2 separate regions of the Mus musculus genome follow, and region 2 is linked to region 1. The links are chromatin contacts, called in public Hi-C maps. All regions are on one chromosome and are shown on one strand. The core of a region is the stretch at or near the end of the contact, and the rest is flanking DNA. Distances in the headings are between cores, read along the strand shown. Region 1 overlaps Gm38926 (a long non-coding RNA gene). Region 2 overlaps Rassf8 (Ras association (RalGDS/AF-6) domain family (N-terminal) member 8).

The links. A called contact is a pair of places that touch in the nucleus more often than the background predicts.
Region 2: a contact with region 1 is called in a Hi-C map of liver, with 2.4 times the contacts expected there. The contact joins two enhancer-like sites. A contact is called at or near these places in 2 of 484 Hi-C or Micro-C datasets (bone marrow-derived macrophages and liver) and 7 of 115 datasets of contacts at active chromatin or transcription factors (bone marrow-derived macrophages, double positive thymocytes, embryonic basal ganglia and 4 more).

What each region holds. Positions count from the first base shown.
Region 1 is chr6:145,340,993-145,348,269 of GRCm38.p6, forward strand. Gm38926 (a long non-coding RNA gene) reads right to left here. Exons shown (of 2, transcript XR_869588.1): 2 at 6,873-7,056. Among named protein-coding and RNA genes, the nearest start is that of Gm38926, 3.8 kb to the right of the region's middle. Within about 2 kb of position 3,884, at least 5 of the 459 cell types and tissues checked have an H3K27ac peak or open chromatin away from gene starts, as enhancers often do. A contact at or near this core is called in liver, where this site is marked.
Region 2 is chr6:145,760,503-145,767,779 of GRCm38.p6, forward strand. All of the region lies in intron 1 of Rassf8 (Ras association (RalGDS/AF-6) domain family (N-terminal) member 8), which reads left to right. Among named protein-coding and RNA genes, the nearest start is that of Gm15704, 16 kb to the left of the region's middle. Within about 2 kb of position 4,724, at least 30 of the 459 cell types and tissues checked have an H3K27ac peak or open chromatin away from gene starts, as enhancers often do. A contact at or near this core is called in liver, where this site is marked.

The DNA.
Region 1 (7,277 bases), core at 2,634-5,133:
GGTCTGAAGTAGGGCGGGGTGGGTTGGCATGTGTCCGTCATCCCTGCCTCGCAGAGGCTGAGACAGGAGGATTGCCTTGAGTTCCAGGCTGGCCTGGGCTATGTAAAAATGTGGAGAGAAAACTATACATATATACATATATATGAATATATATACACACATACACATATGTATGTGTGTGTGTATACACACACACATATATATACATATACATACATACACATATATACACATGCATATATTTTTAATGAAATAAAATGGGGCAGGTGGTGGTCCAGTAGGACGTCCTTCGCCTTCAGGGAACATCAGCTCTGCCCGCCGATTGACACTGGATCTTTTTGCTTTCTACGAAAAGTTTTCAAGGAGACCCGGGAGCAGATGCTGCGGGTGGCTCCTAGCGGCTAAATTTAAACCACGTGAGAGCTGACCCGCCACGGTTCTGTGAGATGACTGGCCACTCCGATGCTCAAAACAGACTGCGTGCTGTGGTCGCTGTAAGACGCAGCGAGCTGGAGAAGAAAGCCAGCAGGGCTCGGAGATGCAGGACTTACGATGTCTCCCGGTTTAGAACCAAATTTAAACTGCATCCGGGTGCGGTGGAGCTGAGGCAGGAGGATTGAAAGCCACGTAGTGAGATCCTATTTGCAAACAAACACCCAAGCCGAATTTAAAAAGCAAAAAACAGTGTCTCCCTCCAGCCGGGGGTTAAAAAGCCAGGTCCTGAAAGCAGGCGCGGCACATCCAGGAGGGTCTGTCAGGTTGTGCGAAGTAGTCAGACAAAAAGCACAAGCCACAAACATCTTACTAAATTATATTAATCGACGTTCTCCCGTGACATCTGTGTAGTCCTAAATAACCCAGAGCTCATTCAGCGACTTCATGTAACAGTGAAGACAATGCCTCAAAGCGGACTGCTTCGTAGTTTGCAGTTTTTTTTTTTTTTTCCTAAGAGAGAGAGACAGAGACAGAGAGACAAGTAAGCGCTTTGGATTCTAGCAAAAGAGCTCCCTCTGCTGGCAAATGCTTCACCATCACAGATACCCATAGACAAAGATGGGGCAGGCTGGTATCAGGACTCTCAGGGCGAGCTGCCAGAGCTTCAGGATGCTGTTAGGTGAAATCACAGATGCCATTTTTTTGGTTACTCTCAAGTAAATGAAATCATACAATTGTGAATGTTGCTTTATGTTTTTAACCCACACATGCCAATAAAAGCCATTTTTAAAAACCTTATAACTAACCCTGATTAAATTAAAGCAAGAGACAGATGTGTTGTGCAAACATCATTAACTATGTATATATAGAATATTTGCATCATAGACACCTTCCGATAGTTTTAGTATTGTGGAGGAATTTTTAAAAAAGAAGATTTTAGTTTTAGTTTTAGTTACATGCTTCCATGTGAATGTCTGTCACCTGTGTGCTGTGTCCACAGAGGTCAGAAAAGGGATGGCTTCTTTCATCTCTCCTACAGTGGGTGCTGGAAACTGAACTGGGATCTTCTGGAATAGCAGCAAGCATTCAGTTGCTAAGCCATCTCTGTGTAACTGATCTGACTGATCTGAAAGCACTATGTACGTCAGGCTTCATTGTTACCTCTTTGCGTGCCTAGTAAATACGAAGGCTTTAAAATGCCCAGAAAGCCCTGCTTTAACAAGAGGGAAGCATGCCATGCTGGAAATCTAGCCATCTACCCAGAGCTAATGGAGCCATGGAGCCCGGAGAAGGACTTACAATGGACACTTTACTAAACAGACACATTCCCTAACTACATTATGAATATTTGTCGTTATACCCACAGACAAGCGTAGTTCTCGCTGCTAATCAAGGGAACTTCTCTTTGCAACAGAGGAAGGGCATTGCCAAAACCCAAAATGAAACAAAACAACAGAAACTGATAAAGAGAATCCGTGGAGCCCAGTCCCAAGGATCTGTCACAATACGGCTCCTGCACCCGAGGCTCAGGGATCCCTGTAGAACAGGGGGTGGGAAGATTGTAAGAGCCAGAGGAACAGGAAGTGTACTGTGAGATCGCGTCTCTGGAAACACAATTTTGGTTATGCTCATGAAGTCCCCTCATCATGGCTGCCTAAACAAGAACTGGATGACACCACCGCCAATGGACATGCGACCACGGAAGGGGAAGCTCCAGGGGCCTCCACCCTAGAGGAAGAACTATGGGCAACCAGGAAACGCGGAGAGCAGGAGAAATGATCTTCTCCAGGTAGAGTACGTGAATTGGTTATCCAGTGCTAGTGGTCAGTCCTTTAAAGGGTTTAAAGATTTATTTATTTTATGTTGTATATGAGTACACTGTTACTGTCTTCAGACACACCAAAAGATGGCATCAGATCCTGTTATAGATGGTTATGAACCGCTATTGTGGTTGCTGGGAATTGAACTCAGGACCTCTGGAAGAATAGCCCGTGCTCTTAAATCACTGAGTCATCTCTCTAGCCCCCAGACCTAAGGTTTAAACACAGGTAACATTATCAAGACCAAGCAGGCAAACAGGTTGTATTTATGTATATATGTGGTGGTTTGAATGAGAATGGATCCCAATAGGTTCATATTTTTGAACACTTAGTGCCCAGTTGGTGAACTGTTTAGGAATGATTAGGAGGTATAGCCTTGTTGGAGGGGTGTGGCCTTGTTGGAGGAGGTGTGGCCTTGTTGGAGGGGTGTGGCCTTGTTGGAGGGGTGTGGCCTTGTTGGAGGGGTGTGGCCTTGTTGGAGTGGGTGTGGCGGGGGGGGGTTGAAAACACATTTTGGCTGCTACATCCACAGCTCATCACCTTTGGGAGCTGCTTGTTTTGGGGAGGAAAGATCTATGTTCAGAGTTCACTGTTGAGACTGCTCAGAGTTGTTAGGAGGCCTGAAGCTAACTGAAATCAGCGATGAGGGGATACATAAAGAACCCTTGTGTCTCCGTGGCGACAGCTAAGATGTGCGTTAAGTGTCCCACAGTAAGCGCATTGCCCTCCTCTGTAAAACGCTGTGGATAATGATCACAAATTGCCTGTCATCTCTATTCTCTCAGCTCAGAGGAAGACTTGGAAGTATAAGAAATGATTATAAGAAATTACTTAGAGAAAACTTGAGGGCTGAGGAAAGGCCTCACCCTGTGTCAGCCTAGGGTAGGTAACCAGCACTCTTAAGGCAATGCAAAGTTCTTCGCTGCCCCGAACTAAGGCTTTCTGTTAGGAGCTGTGTGTCCCCACCTCTCATGTCTGTTGTTAAACTCGTCCCAGGATGACTATGTGTGTGTATATATATATATATTGCAGGGCGATGACTGTATTTGGATAAAGCTTTCACTAAAACAGAATAAAATGGCATTCTCAGTGTGGCTCCCATGCTGTATGGCCTGTGTCTATAGAAAGAGGGTGATAGGACGTGGTCATTGGGTCTCAGTGAGAACCATCGATTTGGGAGCCTACATGGGCAGCCTCAGGAGGGACCACGCCTGCTGATAACCTTTGACTTCTAACCTCCAGAGTGGCCGGCTGCATGTGCTACATATATATGTGGTTGCTACTTTGTTTCTAAGGTTCTAGGAAGAGAGTAAAGGCTCTTTCCCCTAGGTGAGAAACCCTGTCTTCTTCATACCTCAAGCCAGTTCTAAAGGCCCCATTTAAATATACCTGGTGGCTGCCTTTTTCTCTGTTATTAAATGGTGACTACACATCATTCAGCCGTAGTTCACATATATAATGCGCACACCCAAATGCTCAGAGGCTGCTTGGATGTACAGCAAAAGGCTTTGCCATTGACCCAGCTACACTGCAGTTAGACGTGAGCTAGCAGGGTCCTGGAGTGACTAGTGAGCCAATAGTTAGGCCAGCAATGAATGTAACTGTTTATATTGCAGATGGTGACCCTGAACTCTGATCTTCCTGCCTCTATCTCCTGAGCATCAGGATTACAGATGTGTGCCAAGACTCCCAGTGCTGGGTATGCTTGGTAATTATTCTACCAAATGACCCACATCTCTACCCTGCCAATTTGCAATCAATTGCAGGGCTGACTCTTGAGTCCCATAGACTTAAAAATGACCCCCTCCCTGTCATCCATGCATGCTTAACTCCCGAGCTCTTTCTGTGTTGATACATGACTTGAGTTCTGTATTTTACCAAGTGAGGTATGCTAAGTCTGGGTTATAATATCAAACGATTTTAGGTTTTACAAACAAACTTAGAAAAAAGTTTTAATTGTCTTAAAAACCAATTATGCCTTCAAAGTTATGCCTTATCCACAATTTCCTTTAGCTAATTTTACTCTATAGATCAATACCCCAAAGGACATGTTTAGTTTGAAGAATTACGTAATGAGATGTTATGACATCAGGGCCAAACCAAGGTCTCTTCCAAACCTCACTGCCATATTATGGAAGCACTGTGGGACTTGCTATTTACAAAGAGGGTCCCCAGGGAAGCCACATAACTTGGTCAAAGTTATGGTCAGAACTATGTCTCAGACTCCGTAGTGGGTCGGTCTGATGCTGCTTGTATTCTAATGCTAAATACTGGCTCTCAAGATGTGGTGTCTCTCTTTCAGATAACTCTGGCTTGTGTCAAGTTGACATAATATTAGTTACCATACAGTCTGACTTCCAGGTCAACTCCTCAGTCAATAGAGAATATTACCAACAGATAAAATCAGAAATAGTAACCATAGGCTGAATACTAACTGCTTTTATATTGCATGCAGGGCAATATTTTAGAAATTACATTAAAAAATATCAATTCCACACGATACACGTGAAACAGCATGAAGAAGAGAGAAAGGCCCTGTAACCAAACGCATTCTAGAGATGGTGGATCAAATGGAGTTGTTTGTTTAACTGAACAACACTAAGTCTGCAACATTAGAGGGAGCCATTCACAGGTGCCGTATTTATGGATCCTGTTGTCACACAACCACTTTCAAGAAATAGCAAACATGAGTGAGTAGGGGTATATTCTGTTTTGCATGGAGGACTATCTGAGCTGTTCTTGGGCCCAGAGATGGCACAGAAAGAGGCTCTTGACACCCTGGAACACTGTTCTATGCCAAGTATTGCCACCATCACTTTCTGGCATTTTAAAACATGTTGCTTATCTGTCAAAGCAGTCAATTAGTTTAGGCGCCTTTAACGCCTTTGGCTATTGTTTATATGTCTAAAAGATACATTTGGAAAGATAAAAGTTTTTCTTGTTAAGAGATTTTTCCAAATATGGTATAGGGATTTGGGTGTGCTCCATGACGGGAGCTGTGAACTGGTGGTAGAAGCTAATAAAACCTGAAGTCAGCCTGGCAGCAGCTAATGTGGCCTGGTGCTCCTCACTCCTGGCTCAACCTGAGTTCTAGACCACCCAGAGCAACACCTGGCCGTCTACAACGTCAAGGTTCAATATTTTCTTTTTGGTTGGCCTAAGGTTGGAGAGCAGCTTTAACAGCCCTGTTACCCAGCAGCGTTCTGTCCCGTCAATAAAAACTAGAAGGAACGAAGTCCGGGGCCTGATTTACTGTTTCTCTAGTGCCTGCGTCAACTTCCAAGGTCCACTTTCCAGTGACACCCTCTGCCTTCCATCTTCCTCCTTATGGCCACTGCCAAGAACCCCAGAGCCTGATCAGTCTCTATCTGATTTCAATAAACGGTTTTTGAGTTTCCTTCTGAGTCTTTTTTTATTATTGTTCTTTTATTAACAAGACAAAGCTAATGGTTGTTATGATAGGAAAGGGACAACACACTCACTGGAGGTTTTTCCTTTAACTTCCTGTTGATTCTTTGTGAGTTTCATACCATGCACCCCTCCTCCACTCGTTTTTTCCACCCCATTTCTGCCCTTCACCCTTGCAACCTCCCCCCTCCCCAATAAAACACACAAGCAAGCAACAGACAATAACAACAAAGCATAGAGAACAGTATGTCACAGTGTGTCCCACAGTGTGTCGCTCTGTGCTCTGTCCACACACCTTCACTTGCAAATGCTCATTGCAATGAGTCATTGGTCTGTTTCGACCAGTGACACCATCAATACTGGATCCTCATCAGGACTCCTCCTGGCTATCCTGTTGTTGCCCTGTGTCATCAGCAGGATTGGCCTTTCACACATCCCAAATGTTCACAGATGATATAGATTTTGGGGCAGGCCAATTCAGAGCCCTGGATCTGGGCCTGGGTGGTAGCTGAGCTGGTCAGCCCATCTCCAGCTAGGCCATCCAGTGCTGCCATCAGCAGAAGGCAGGGTCAGCTCTCCTGCTCTCCTGCCCCCAGGGATGGCTCAGCCACACCCATGCTTTCAGATCCAGCTCCACTGTGTCACCCAGTCAAAGTTCAGGGCCCACACTCGCAAGTGCTGCAGCCAGTGAGGGACTGGGCCGGCTCTCCCGCTCTCATGGCCCAGGGCCAGTTCTCCCGACTGCCACAGATGGTGAGGAACAGACAAGTGTCCGGGGCCAGCTCTCCCAGGCTTTTGTCTTCGAGGCCAGCTCACCTGCACCCCTTCCACCAAGGCCAGCTCTACTGCGCTTGCCTAGGTGTGGCCCATCCAGGGTCCATTCTCCCTACTGTCTCGGGTGAGAGAGGTGATGAGGGGTAGGGCATACCCCGAAACCCACACCACTGTCCTCCTGAGCTCACCCCCTTGCGGCTGGCTCACCTGTTCACGTGCCCACCGCCCACCCCCACGCCCTGCACCTCTACTAAGATCAGCTTTGCTGTGCTCTTCAGGCCAGGTGTCAGGCCTGCTCTCCCAAATGCTGCAACCGGTGAGGGGCAGGGTTAGCTCTCCAGAGCTCACGACCTTGTGGCCAGCTTTCTCAACTGCTGGAGTTAACAGAGGGGTGGGGGAAGGGCGGGGGTGGGACACACACACACACACATCACCTCTGGGCCCATGCCATCTCATAACAGACAAATAGCAGGGTCAGCTCTCCCACAATGAAGACCTCCAGGCTGAATTACCACACCCCTGCCACCAGGACCAGCTCCACTGTGCTGCTTGGTGGAGGCACAGGGCTCACTTTCCAAATGCTGCTGCCTGTAAGAGATAGGGCCAGCTCTCCCTAGAGCTGCACCCCAGGGGCCAGTTATACACAGCCCCAGGGCATTCATACGGTCCCCAGCAGTTGCCCTGACCCGGGACAGCCCCATATTCTCTATATGAACCGTGGACATCAGCACCTACTCCACCCCCCACCCCCACCCCGGTGGTCCTCAGTGACAGCTCCTGCTGGGACCTCACCAAGGCCCCAAGTGACAGGGCTGGCCACTCACAGCAGGCTGCTCCTCT
Region 2 (7,277 bases), core at 3,474-5,973, 420 kb after region 1:
CCTGCTTGTTGCTCCTCATGAGCTGATTCTCCCCACTGGGGTTCTTCAGAGCAGCAGCCCTTTTGCCACATTTGTGTCTGCACCTAACTTGGTTCTTAACTTTCATAGGCAATAATCAGATCTGCTTGTTTATAGTTAGAAGTAGCTCAAAGCTGAAGTGAGCAGGCCACGGTCATCAGCAATGAGTGTTGGAAACCAGATTGAGAGACCTTTCCTTTCCAGCCTGCTTATCAGGGTCCTTCTGTTGAGCTCCTCAGAGCCTTTCACATGAGGGATTCTCAGTTCCTACCAGTCAGCAAGCACAGCAGCCTCGCTCAAGGTGACCTCACTTGAAAGGGCTGCAGTTGTGGCCACACCATGTCAGTTGCACAGAGAGCAGCTGCCTGGCTTCTGTGGGCCTTGCCTTGAGCATCTTGTCTTTTGCCTCCCCTCTGTGCTAGAAAGCCCGAGCTCTTAGTAATCTCTCTCATTTGATTTTATTTTCTGGGAAAATAGCCCAGGATAACTGCAGTTCATATTGGTGACATTTTTATCTTGCAGAATCTGTTCCACTGAATGCTAGCTAGCAAATTAGGTGTGTTGTTTTAGTGAATTTAACTGGCAGTGTGACTTGCCAACTTAAGTGCACAAATTAAAATATGTGTATGACAAAAGACTGAGACTCTTCCGTTACAAACACATTTCCTGCTCTTTCCAGAAGTTTCACAGTTGGTCCTTCACAGATTGTCTGGAAACCATCTGGAGTCTGTACTGACTTTAAAGTCAGGACCACTGGCCTCTGTGAGCCCTGGGATTCATGGTGAGTCACTATCTAAAGTCCAAAAGTACTTTAAGTAAAATAAGGACTCAGCTTTGTGTAGGCTTGGCACATTGGTGACAGTGTTGACAAAGTCCCAACTCTCCCTTCAGTCTGGGAGACCTGGGAGTCATAGGTGTGGTAAACAATGTAGATGTTTCTGGGGCTAGAAAGAAGGATTTTTGTTTTTCAGGACAAGGTTTCTCTGTGTAGCCCTGCCTGTCCTGGAACTTGCTCTGTAGACTAGGCTGGCCTTGAACTCACAGAGATCTGCCTGCCGAATGCTGGAATTAAAGGTGTTATTTTCAGTTCTGGATAGAGATTCCCTAGAAAGTGGTTAGAAATAAAGATTATAAGTTTGGCCAGCAGTACAGGCAGCCCAGCCACCCTTCCAGGCATGTATTCAGCATTATCTGCTGGCTGACCTCACATATGTGGCAGTTGAAGACCAACTAGCTTGTCCTGGAGCATGTGGGTGAGAGGGGAATCAAACAGTAGGGACCTCTAGCAGTTGGCTCAACTAGAAGCAAAACAAGGAGACTCCACAACTGCCTAGAATCAGGGAGAAGAGTCTTGGCACAGAGACAGCCATGCTATCACAGAGGAAATCGCCTAAGGAGAGAATCTTTGATGATGAACAAATTAACACTAATCTTCCCAGAAAAACTGAAGAATTTAAGTAATGGAGAAGTTTTTATTTTAAAATATTTTTATTCATGAGCCTGTGTGTGTGTGTGTGTGTGCACGCATGCACTTGTATATACACTTGTGTGCATGCTTTTATGTGTGTGCACAATTATGTGTACATGTACATGCATGATTGTGTGTGCATGTGTGCACATTTGTGTGTGCATATGTGTATGTATGTGTGTGCACACTTGTGTGTGTGTGTGTGCATGTGCCCAATTGCCCAATCCCTTGGAACTGGAGTTGGAGACGTTTGCGGTTTGTGAGTCACTCAGCATTGGTGCTTGGATCTGATCTCTGATAGATATGATTGAGCTCCAAGTGTTGTAACCACTGAGTTCTCTCTCTAACCCCTAATACTTTTTTTCCCAATAAATGGTCATTTTATTCATGATACTATATGAATGGGCTGCTAAGTATCTATATTGAATTACAAAAACTTCTGTAAAACTATATCCACATTATTTGTCCAAGCCCATAGTGACAGGCAGAGGTGGGGCAGAGCCAGGATTCTAAGTCAAGGGCAGCTCCTGGTTTTAAACACTGTTCACACTGCAGCTTTTCTGCTACCAGGGCTGGGCACCTAGTGTTCTGGGTGCCATGTGAGTGATGGGCAGAGGCCATCCTGGAGACCAGGCAGACAGAGGCAGAAATGGGACAAGGCTATAAACCTTCAAACCTGCCCATGCATGGTACTTTCCCCTAAAAGTTCCATAACCTCCCAGAAGAGCACTACCGACTGGGGACCAAGGTTTCCAATACTTAGCCTATGGGCAGCATTTCATATTCAATTCGCAATGGTATATACAGATAATAGTTAATGAGAGCAGCTTGAAACAACATCCTAAACACTAAAAAACAAAAAGACTAAATGTAATTGGTCAGAATCAGGTTAAATCTTTAGCTGTAGGCATGGCTACCCAGCCCTGATAGTTATGGAATGTGGGTAGATGGAATCAGTTCCTTTGGCTCCCTTGCTGGACTTGGCTAGATGCAGTGTTGTTGAGTGGTTAGGGGTATAGCTCAGGTAGACACGGCTGGCTCTTGCATACAGGCTGTGTACTTACTGGGAGATTTGGTTTTAAGTCACTTAACCACTCTGCTCCTGCATAAAGCTGTCACTTGCCACATAAAAAGAACGATAGGAGCCTTCTCTTAAGTCTGGAGACAGCCCAGCGTTACAGATACCATTGTGTGATTTCAAGCTGAAGCAGGTATAGCAAAATGGACCCCAAACTGTTGGGTGTTGTAATTCCAGGAAGGTCCTAGTTAGTGAGTGAACCTTTGTTCATTCGGGCACTATGACAGGTGATAAGGTTTCAGAAACAGGTCACATACAAATCCTTGGCTTAAATGGCATCAAAGCCTAGAGACACCCAGCTCTTCAAGCTGAGTGCTTTACTGAGATGCATTTTATTTTCAATCAGAAACTGGGCATCGCTTCAAGATTTGCATGCAGCATGTAGCCGGTCTAGGAAATTAGTTAATTGTTTAAAACAAGCTTGAACATGCCAACATCCTAAAGTAATTTTGTGTTCACTAGTGGAATATCTTTATTGTTATCCCTTGATAACAATATTGAATGTATACTAGAGTCTCTGTCAGCACCTTGAACCACTCTCCTGTGTGAGAGGCAAGCTCCTCCTACCTACATTCCCAACCAGCTTCCCTGCAAGACACTCAGCTGTGGTAGTTTAGAAGATGACCTCTCCTCAGCATTTGATTGTACTCTCCCTGCATTCTTAAGCTCATGTGCTTAGACCATTAGAAAAGAAAGAAAGAAAGACACTAGCTGGGAAAGTTTCCACCCCGCTTCGAGACCGGCAGGCCATGTTGGGCTTCCTTCTGGAAGCAGCATTATGAGCAGGTGGCTTGTCCACACCGTGAAGCAGAGTAGTCAGATCTCTGGCATTTGGGAGGATTTGGGGGTGACTAGGGAGTGTTCTCTCCGCCAATGTTTACGACGTCATTGTGTTAGTATAAAAACCCAGCAGAGCTGGGGCTTGTTCTGATTAGAATATTTTCTTTGATTTGAAAACTAATCCCACCTACACCATCAGTTTCTGCTTGTAGGGAAAAAAGAGAGTTTTTCTGGTCAGCTACCCCCACCCCCCACCCCAACACACTTCAGGGCCTCCTCTTGTCCTTCTCTGATCCTTCAGAGTTGTTCACATTCCATGAGGTGAGGGCTCCATGGTATAGAAGAGGAGTGGGTGCAAGGCACAGCGCCGGGTGGAAGCCTGTGGGAGCGCTGGTGTGCTCTGAGGAGGTCCTGCGCTCACCTGTGAGAGCCCTAAGTTCATTGAGAAGGCATTGCCCTCTCTTGGTAGGGTTTCTCTGTCCACTTGGACCCCTTTGTAAACAGCCTGGGTCAGAGAGCTGTGCTGTGTTGTGCTGTGTGTAGAGCTGTGCTGTGTTGTGCTGTGGGTGACAGGACACTGTGTTGTGCTGTGGGTGACAGGACACTGTGTTGTGCTGTGGGTGACAGGACACTGTGTTGTGCTGTGGGTGACAGGACACTGTGTTGTGCTGGGGGTGACAGGACACTGTGTTGTGCTGTGGGTGACAGGATAGCTTTGGGATGTCTCCTCAGTGCTGGCCTGCTTCCTTATCGGTTTCTTTGTCCTGTAACATTCCCATCAATTTGAATATTTGCTCTCAAAAATCTGAGCTGACCTTTTGCTGTTTGCCTTGCTTTTTGTTTTTGTTTGTTTTGTTTTCGTACCTTCTGGATCACACCGTGGATGGCTATGCTATTCTGTTCCCAGGGCTCACTTCATTTTTAAACATTTAACCCTTTATGTTCCACTATCACACTAGATGTGTGTTCTGGAGTAAAAACAGTTTCTACTCATGTGGTTGTGGTTACTTCTCAATCTCTGCATTCTTGATGGTGTATGTTCCCTCCCTCAAATTGGGGTCCTAATTCTTTCATGAATTTGGGTGAATTATGATCTAGCCTGGGGAAGTAGACCCTGACCAAATAACGATCCTGCAGCTCAGCTGCTAAACTTTGTGAGACTCATTTTGGATGAGTTTAAGCAAATCAGTGGCTGAACTGTTTAAAATAGCCAACCACATTCTGTTCTTGGTCTGTGCTAGGCGGCTTTTCTGGTTCCCTATGCATTTAGCAGATTGTGAAACTTTTGGGGTGAATTTCAGTTCTTTAGGGCATGTGGGTCGGCGCTTGAGGTTAGAGGGTCAGGGTGTAGTAGAGTGCACATATCTCCCGAGAGCAGCGTGGGCTGAGGAGGGGTAGCCTTGGGTGGAAGCACACAGCTCTCAGCACGCACTGTCTGGCTGCACCGAGCCCTGCATGCTGCTTCCTTGCTAAGTGCTGCTGCTTAGCACTGACAGCTGCATGCTCACCAAGCTGCTGGTCTTCTGCTCTGTGTGGCTGACCCTTTCTGTTGGCTGTATGGCATTAATATTTGGAAGAAGTTAGAATCTATGGCCACGTACAAGGAGGGACTTGATTCCTAAAGATTTCCAACATCTGTCCACAGGTTTTAAGTGATCTCTCATGTTAGTTTTGTTGTTGCTTTTGTTGTCTGCTTGGGACTTAGCAAACATTTACTTTATATTATTTCTCTAGATTAGTTGTTCCAATCATGCTGTGGCCCTTTAATACAGTTCCTTATGTTGTGATGACCCCCAACCATAAAATTATTTTTGTTGCTACTTTATAACTGTAATTTTGTTACTGTTATGAATCACGATGTAAATGTCTGTTTTCTATGGTCTTAGATGACGTCTGTGGAGGTTCACAGGTTGAGAGCTGTTGCTCTAGACATTGGTTATGTCTCACAAGCTTTGCACAGTGAGCAGAAAAAAATCCATACCAGTCTCTTTAGTGCCTACCCTATTTTAAATAAGGCAAGAGTTTAGCAAGTGGTTATTATATAGTTAGTTTTGTTGTATCATTGCCTGTTGACCAGTGATCATTGGAGCGCACAGCAGGTAGTTCCATGCGTTTACTCGATTCTCTCTGTAGTCATCTTGTTGTCTTACCATTTCATATGGAATACGGAGCCAAAGGTCCTTTTCTCACCAACATTGCACATTGCTTTTAGCAGAACTGAGTTGCATGTGAAGAAAAATGAAAACACCCAAAGTGCTCCTATCCTTTCCTTTATCTTTGTGACAAAAACCCAAACTTAGGGATATTTCAGGTTTGTGTGCTTATTTATGACTTTATTCTTATTTTGTGGGTTCAAGGGTGTATCGCTTATGAAAAAACAAGCTGACACATTCTTGTTTTTATTTATTCATTTTTGAAAATTTCATACATGAGTATTGCACTTGAGTCATTTCTATCCCCTTCTGTCCTCTCTCTGTCTCCTTTCATGTTATGTTCCCCAACTCCCTCTCAAATCTATGGTCTCTTATTCTTTAATTATTATTGTTTCATACACACACACACACACACACCTGCTGAGTCCCTTTAGTGTGCATTGTTTATGTATATGTGTTTGTTTTGGGTTGAAGTTGGGTATCTGTCAGGGGCTGGTCCCCAGAGAAGACTGATTCCCCCCCTCTTAGCAGCCAGTGATTGCCTGCAGCTCTTCATCTAGTATTGGGGCTTGTGACATTTCCCTTGTCCACATTGGTATGCCAACTGGTTGTTTTCATTGTTCAGTTATATAGACCGTGTGTGTGTGTGTGTGTGTGTGTGTGTATGTGTCGGGGGAGGATCACAGCAGGTGTCTTGGTCTGGCTCTTTAAGATTTTAAATCTTCTCACACTGTAGAAATCTTTCCTCTTCTATGATGTTTACTGAGCCCCAAGTATGGAGTTGAGTTATAGGTGTACCATCTCAGGTATGGATTGTGTTGTAAGTGTACCATCCCAGGTGTGGGTTGTGTTGTAGGTGTACTGTCCCAGCCAGGGTCCCCATAGTCACTTGCTCTCTACATTTTAACCAGTTGTAGATCTCTAAAGTAGTCCACATCTCTTACAAAAAGAAGCTCCTTTGCCGAGGGGTGAGCACTATGCTTATTTGTAGCAGTGAGGATAATTCTTTCCATGGTTGGCAGGAAGACATTGACTTGCCTACTGGTGTGTGAGGTGGTGTTTGGCCACTACAGAGAGTTGGTGGAGCCTGAGCATGGGATGCTAACGTGGAGTAGAACTGGAGGCAAGGAAGCTTCTGGTTGGCTGATGCATCCTCTTTGGTGGCTCCCGGAAAGGAAGTGGGAAAGAGCTTAGACAGTGTCCTATTGTGAAAGACTCATGGGAGACGCACTGCGCCCTACGTTTCCTGGGGTCCTCCTCTTTGCTTTCTTATTTCTTACAGTCACACAGTTGCCAGGCCTTCATTTGTCTTGGAGAAGTGTTATCAGTGCAGTTGTTACAGAAAGACTGAGACGCAGTGGCATGGTGGGATTTGATCTTTCTGTTTGTGTCTGGGAAGTGGATGGCTGAGGAGAGCAGTGGGCGGGGAAGGTAGGACAGTTCGGGTGATCACAGGGGAGATGGCTGACTCTTCCAGGAACTGGAAGAAAGATGCCCAGGGCTATGTGTTAAAGCACATTCCCATGGCACCTGCTCCATCCCAGACAGCCTGGACTTGGTCAGAATTTCACAATGGAGCCCTGCTAATCTGAGCATGTGTTTAAGGAGATAGATCTCTTTGGATTTTAAATGCCTGGCTCTGGTAATGAGCTGGTTGTAAACAAAAAAAAAAAAAAAAGATGATGTAAGTTTTAGAAATTCTCCAACGGCTCACTTCCCACTTGGGCAAGTTTTCTTGAAAACAATACTAAAAACAGAGGAAGCTTCAAAAAGGAGGAGG